Regions from separate parts of the Sus scrofa genome. Here region 2 is linked to region 1. Evidence: chromatin contacts called from public HiChIP or PLAC-seq data. All regions are on one chromosome and are shown on one strand. The core of a region is the stretch at or near the end of the contact, and the rest is flanking DNA. Distances in the headings are between cores, read along the strand shown.

Region 1 (3,379 bases), core at 436-2,935:
GGCATCTACTGATATTTTTACTGTCTCCATGGATCAGTACCTTTGACCTTTTCCAGAATGTCATATAGTTGGAACCATATAGTAGGTAGTCTTTGCAGATGGTTTCTTGGTAACGAACATTTGAGGTTCCTCCATGTCTTTTCATGGATTGATTTTTTTTTTTAAAGCACTGCTAATACTCCACTGTCTGAATGTGCTACAATTTATCAATTAATTTGCCTACTAAAGGACCTGTTACTTCCAAGTTTTGGGCAATTATGAATAAAAGTGCTATAAACGGAGTTCCTTTCGTGGCTCAGTGGTCAACAAACCCACCTAGTTGCAGGTTCAATCCCTGGCCTCGCTCAGGGGGTTAAGGATCCAGTGTGGCCATGAGCTGTGGTGTAGGTCGCAGATGTGGCTCAGATCTCGGGTTACTGTGGCTGTGGCATAGGCCGGCAGCTGTAGCTCTGATTCAACCCTTAGCCTGGGAACCTCCATATGCCGCAGGTGTGGCCCAAAAAAGACAAAAAAAGAAAAAACCAAAACCCACCCCCCCCCAAAAAAAATACCTGCTATAAACATCTGTATGCAAGTTTTTGTGTAGACATAAAGTTTCAGCTTTTGAGGGTAAATACTAAGGTGTGCCATCGCTGGATTGTATGGTAAGAGTATGTTTAGTTTTGTAAGAATCTGCCAAACTGTCTTACAAATTGGTTGTATCATTTCGCATTGCCAGCAGCAGTGAATAAGCTTTCCTATCGCTCTACATTTTCATCAGCAGCTGGTATTGTCAGTGTTTGGGATTTGGGTCATTCTAATAGATGTGTAGTGGTATTTTAGCTATTTACCTATTCATTCAAAAACCATCATGTTCAGGAAGAAAAGGAAAGGGGGGAGTTCCCATTGTGGCAGTGGCACAGTGGGTTAAAGATCCAGTGTTGCTGCAGCTATGGAGAAGGTCACAGCTGTGGCTCAGAACTTCCATACGCCACAGGTGCAGCTGAAAAAGAAAAAGAGAAAAAAAAAAACCCATCACATTCCTGTCTTCTGTAAGCCAAGATACAGGCTATTCTGTGAAGCCATGGGGATGATAGAGAAGGGAAGAAGTAGTTGGCTGGCTTAACACAACCCACGTCACCACCCAGACTCATGCCCAGTGACTGTGCACTGAATTTAATTTGTTGATCACATTATCAGCCAATGATGACATTTTGTAATAATGACTGGCACTTCCTTTTGTTTTTTGGTTGCTGCTTGGATTCCCTTTGATTACTACAAACATAAACTGTGCTTTCAATGCTGGTCTCTGGAAACCCCAGGTTTATAGTATTGATTCTTTAAACGGAGAGAATATCTCAGCAATACAAGGAGGGACTTCAACATGGCTCTGGGGCTAATGGCCAGGAAATTCTTCTGCACTCTGGAACTTTAAGAAAAAATCTATTGTGCCCTGAAGCTTGGGAGGTGATCCTAGGGGCGAGGGAGGAAACCTTTGTGAGGTTTAACATTGTTTAGAGATTAAAGAGCTGCAGTTGGTGCTGTGCATTGTCATTTGAAAATAAACCAAACATCACACCTCCTAAAAGTCCAAATCCACTCTTGGGAGGATTTATTGCTGCTGAGTACAAACAGTCCTCTCTCGCCTCAGAGCAGAGTGCGCGGGTTTCACCAGGACATGCCAAGTACAGTTTAGTTCTCTAAAGCCGCAACAAGATGGCTAGAGCCAATGTGGAGCCGTTCTTTTTGGAAACACCAAGGTTAAATCAATCTGCGGTATGGCTGGCTGGTCTCCTCTTATACCAAAGGATTAGGTGAGCTGGGAATCTTTCCCAACTCCTAACAGAACATATTCTTCTAGTCGAAAGGTCAAAACTCCAGAGTCACCCTTCTCTATTAGAGATGCCACCCAGGCCCCTGGGATCAGTACATTCAGGGACATTAGGACTTGATTAGTACAGTGACAGTGATACCTTCTGGGCTCTAGGTTGGAGAAGGTCTTAGGAGGATGCTTAAATCCTCACTCAGATCAACCTTGACCTTCACTTCTCTTTGTACAGGCAACAGGTCAACTAACTTTCTTTTCTTTTCTTTTCTTTCTTTCTTTCTTTCTTTCTTTCTTTCTTTCTTTCTTTCTTTCTTTCTTTCTTTCTTTCTTTCTTTCTCTCTCTCTCTCTCTCTCCCTCTCCCTCTCTCTCTCTCTCTCTCTCTCTCTCTCTTTCCTTCCTTCCTTTTCTTTCTTCCTTCCTTCCTTCCTTTCTTGCTTTTTTAGGGCTGCACCCTCCCAGGCTAGGGGTCCAATCGGAGCTGTGATGTTGGCCTGCGTCAGAGCCACAGCAATGCGAGATTCGAAATGCATCTGTGACCTACCCCACAGCCCACGGCAACACCAGATCCTTAACCCACTGATCAAGGCCAGGGATTGAACCTGTGTCCTCATGGATGCTAGTCAGATTCATTAACCAATGAGCTATGATGGGAACTCCCTTCCTTCCTTCCTTTTTTTCTTTTTCTTTCTTTCTCTTTCTGATTTTTTTTTAAGTTTTGTTGAAGTATAGTTGTCTTACAATGTTGTGATAATTTTTTCTGTATAACAAAGTGATTCAGTTTCTTTGTGGCTTTCAGAAAAGGTACAGATGGAAAGGCCCATGGATGTGGGGGAGGGAAGGGGCACGGAGGTGAACAGGAAAATTGAACTTTTGCTTTTGTTTTGGAAAAAAGGGGGGGGGATTCTCTAAAAAAGAAAACTGGGTTATATTTTAAATGAACATTACAGCTACTACTTTTAAGTAAGAATGATTACAGTTTGGGGAGAAAAGTTCCAAACAAGGAAACGGGGGCTGAAACAGGAACCTATCCAACCTCTGGAAGAGGAAGTTCTGAGCAGCCTAATCTCCCCGGGCCAAACCCTCCAGGAGGAATAGGCAGAAGGCACAGAGGAGTGGTCAGCCATGCGGAGGTGGAAAACCACTCCACTTAGGACACTTCTGTCTTTGGTCCTTGGTCTGGGGTCTCGAGAGCATAGGAGAAACGACACACACACAGGCCATCTAACAGCTGCCATTTTTGGAATTTCCACAGAGGGCCGTGGAGGTCAGGGCGGAGGTGGCTGTGGGTGTACTGTCGACTCTGGGTGCAGTGGGTATAGCAGATCTTCTTCCCTGCAACCCAAGCCCCTCACCCTGAGGTGGGAAAGAGTTGACCCTCTGACTAGTTTTATTCTTAGCCTTTGGGGACCTCAGCAGAAGGGAGTCTAAAATGGCCCTGTGACACCATTCTCCTCTCCACTAATTCAGACATGACATGAACAGCCTCTGTAAACCCAGGGGCCCCTCACCCATCCTCTGATAGTGGAAGGGGAAAAACTCAAGGCCAGTTTTATTAGCAACACCTACCTTCC
Region 2 (3,379 bases), core at 647-3,146, 71 kb after region 1:
GTTTGAAATCTCCCTGACCAGGTAAACCCTAGGGCCTCTTTTAGCTCAGTCTTATCCAGTCGTGGTGCATCTGTCAAGTGTAATAATAAAGAGGATCTGCACCTGCCCCCCCACCCCATCTGGTAGGGGAGGCAAGGTGCACCCAGAAATAACTCCGAGCAAGGTACAAAGTGCTTAGTGTAGCCAAAGAAGCACATAAGTCCAATAAAGCATCCACATTCCCCCCCCACCACACACACACACACAACCTCTTCGCACTTGGCATTTCCTTACTTCCAGCAGTCTCTCTATTTCAGGTTTGTGGAAACGGGTTCTCCCTGGAAAAGGGTTTCCCAGCTAGGAGGCGGCCCGGCCCCGACTCCCCCTCTCCCCCACCACCCCCGGTCCCCGCACGTCCAGCGCTCCGAGACCCACCCATTTCCAAGCACAAGAACAAGGCGACAAGGCCCGCTCAGGGGCCAAGAGGAGGGCAAACGACGACAAGCAAAGCCACAAAAGCAACCGTCCGGGTCTCTTGTCTTTCCTGGGGGGAGGAGCGGCGCCCGCAGACGGTCTCCGCGCCTCCCTCCCTCCCGGGCCAGCGGGAAGATAGGGGAATCTCAAGTCGCTCTGCTTTCTCTCTTCGCGCACTGACATTTTCCCCCACTTTACTGTTTCTTGGACGCCTTTCAAGAGTTTGTGCAACCAGTCTGTTTAGCTGCTTTTCTGCCATTTTCAAACGCGGGGTGGTGTCCCTTTCGAGTGGGAACGTGGTGGCTTAAAGTCTGGAAGGGACCCCTTCGCCTCCTGTCACCCCGCTGCAGCGGGCCTCTTCGCCGCCAAAGTTTCGGCGTTCCAAAGTTTCCCCCGGCCGGGTTTCGGGCTCGGTCCTCCGCTCTCTGAGCTCCCCGACTTCTCCCTCTCTGTGCGCTCAGGGGTTTCTGTGCCCCTCACTTCACTCTCAGGTTCCCTCTTGCGGAGGCATCCTCTTCCCACCTAGTCCCGGGCGAGGGAGGCCTCCGCCTCCCCTGCCCCACATTGGGAGACAGACCCCTCCCTCCTTTCGAGACTTCCCGGGCAGTCCTCCTCCTCTGCGCGCCCCGAGCCTCCCCTCTCCCGCCTCCATCCGGCGGACCCCGTGGAAGCCCGCAGCCCCTCAGGCCCGACAAGATGGGGACAGAGACGGGGTCAGAGTTGAGCACAGAGGTAACGACGAGAACAAAAGCGGGGACACGGCAGGGCAGCAACAGGGCAGGGCCGGCGCGGTGGCCTGTCCTCTCCCCGCGCTGCCTCCACGGCGCCCGCAGCCCCGGGCCGGGCGGGACTCGCGGCCTCCAGGGGCTCGGGCAGCGCCCAGCGGGACCCACCTGATCGGCAGAAGCTGGGTGCGCTCGGGGATGGCCCACACCTCGGCTCCCGGCCCCCCGGCGGCGTCCTCGGCTGAGGGAACAGTGGCGCGCGGCGTGCTCCTGAGCTCGGCAGGGCGTGCCGGGGCGGGGTGTGCCGCCTGCGCTCCGGCCCGCCGGCCGCTGTGTGCTCCTCCGGGGTGGCGGGCAGGGGCGCGAGGAAGCCGGCGGGCACTGGGCGGCGGGCGGCGAGCTCCCCGCTCCACCCGGCCCGCGGCTGTTTGTGCAGAGCGGGTCCCGCCCCAGACACGGCCGCTAGGAGGCCGAGGGCGCGAGTGCGCGAGTGCCGGTGCGCGTGTGTGTCTGGTGGCCGGGAGGCGCAGGGGGTGTTTGTTTCATTTTCACTCAGGCAGAAAAAAGCCTGAAACCAGCAAAAAAAGAAAAGAAATTCCCTGGTGAGGGTGGCTGGGCCTCTTTGCCTTCTCCGGCCTGCACGTGGTGGGGGTGGAGGGACCCGGAGGGTGGGGTGGGGTCTATCACCCAGTACTGCAGGGAGGGGCCCCGGAGCCCTGGCGCCCTGCCTAACACGGGGAGGGGTGGCGGGGCGCGAAGAGCCTGGGAGGTCCGATCCACCATTTGTTTCCTGGGGAAGGAAGAGCACAGATGCAGTAGCTACAGCCCGACGCGCTGGAGCCGCTCTCTCCCGAAACCCCCAAGTCCTGAGCTTCGGATATGAGGGGCTGGGTACTGGGCACCTGGCGCGGGCTCTGTTCTCTGCTGGAATATTAGTAGAGGGAGAGAACGTAAACGAAAATTATATTTCAGAGTTTGTGCTTTAGTTATTTTAGGAGGAACATAAACAAAAATTATATTTCAGAGTTGGTGCTTTAGTGCCCAGTGTGACAACAGTTCACTTCTGATGAGCTGGTGTAGGCACATCCGGCTGCCCTCACTCAGCCTTTACAAGACTCCTTGGGCTCCCGGACCATCTATTTTACTGCTGCAAAATTCAGAACTTGCTTTTGCCAGGATCATTCGCCACGGGACTTCAGAGACTAAGAAATTAGTTTCTTAAATATTTTAAGGCATTGGAATTGTGACATGAAAATGGCACAGAAGCTGAGTGTGATGTATAATTTTAACTGTTTCATCCTGATTGAAAAGAACAGAGATCTGATTGAATACTTGACGGTTGCAGAGAGGCTGCAGGGAGCCAGGTGACATCTTGGAGCTTGGGATAATGAACTTTCCTGATGGGTTCAGTGGACTAAAGGGTGGGAGAGTTGAATCATCAGCCCCACAGGGTAGCTCAGGAATGAGGAGCTCCATGACAATCCGAACAATGGATCCTTTGCAAAAGCGTAAACTGCGCCATTATTGTCATCGGTGAACTCACTTGCACTAGGTCTTTAATGATGCAGTAAATAAATACACAAGGAGTGATGTTATGCAAAGTATTTCCCAGTTGTCATTATTGCACTTGAGGATGCAGTGTTTAAATTGCTCAGCCCATCAAATTGGATAATAAATGTGTTTTTTGGGGTTTTTTTTTAGTGAAAATTATGACGGTAATTCTGACCATGGCTGAAGTGATAGCTCATCAGGATCAAAATCAAAAGATGATGACACAGGGAATGCAACATGTAAAAACATCACTCTGCTACCATTAGACTCAATGCAAGAGGTTTGATTTCAGCACCATGTCATCAGTTGCATTAATTTAATGTTGCTAATTTGGATTTTATTGGTTTTGTGGCTGTAATTGCACCTACTTAAAAGATTTGTTTTGGTATTATGGTTGGTGTGCAGAGCTAGGAGCATGAGGACTTCATTCTTAGTTCTAGGTTTATACCTATTTCAGTAACAATAAGATAAAAATAATTCAAATTAACACGGCGGGTCTGGAAGTTTTGTTTTCTTTTGAGAACTATGTAGCTCCCCAAATCTAACTAGCAATTCTACTGACTGGAAAACACCTTCAAGATTATATTCCTTAGCTTCAGGGTCAGGAGTTCTAGGTTTAAGGCCTTATGAGTCATTCTTCCTGAGACTCA

What was found. HiChIP or PLAC-seq counts read pairs in DNA pulled down with a chosen protein or histone mark.
Region 2: a contact with region 1 is called in an H3K27ac HiChIP or PLAC-seq map of skeletal muscle. The contact joins the promoter of GGTA1P here to the enhancer-like site in region 1. A contact is called at or near these places in 1 of 5 promoter capture datasets (fetal liver), 16 of 47 Hi-C or Micro-C datasets (alveolar macrophages, blood, brain and 9 more) and 2 of 2 datasets of contacts at active chromatin or transcription factors (alveolar macrophages and skeletal muscle).

Annotation. Positions count from the first base shown.
Region 1 is chr1:261,515,691-261,519,069 of Sscrofa11.1, forward strand. GGTA1P (glycoprotein, alpha-galactosyltransferase 1 pseudogene) reads right to left here. Exons shown (of 8, transcript NM_213810.3): 7 at 3,375-3,379. Among named protein-coding and RNA genes, the nearest start is that of GGTA1P, 71 kb to the right of the region's middle. Within about 2 kb of position 1,686, at least 15 of the 83 cell types and tissues checked have an H3K27ac peak or open chromatin away from gene starts, as enhancers often do. A contact at or near this core is called in alveolar macrophages, retroperitoneal adipose tissue and skeletal muscle, where this site is marked.
Region 2 is chr1:261,586,072-261,589,450 of Sscrofa11.1, forward strand. It overlaps GGTA1P (glycoprotein, alpha-galactosyltransferase 1 pseudogene), which reads right to left and starts at 1,897. Exons shown (of 8, transcript NM_213810.3): 1 at 1,347-1,897.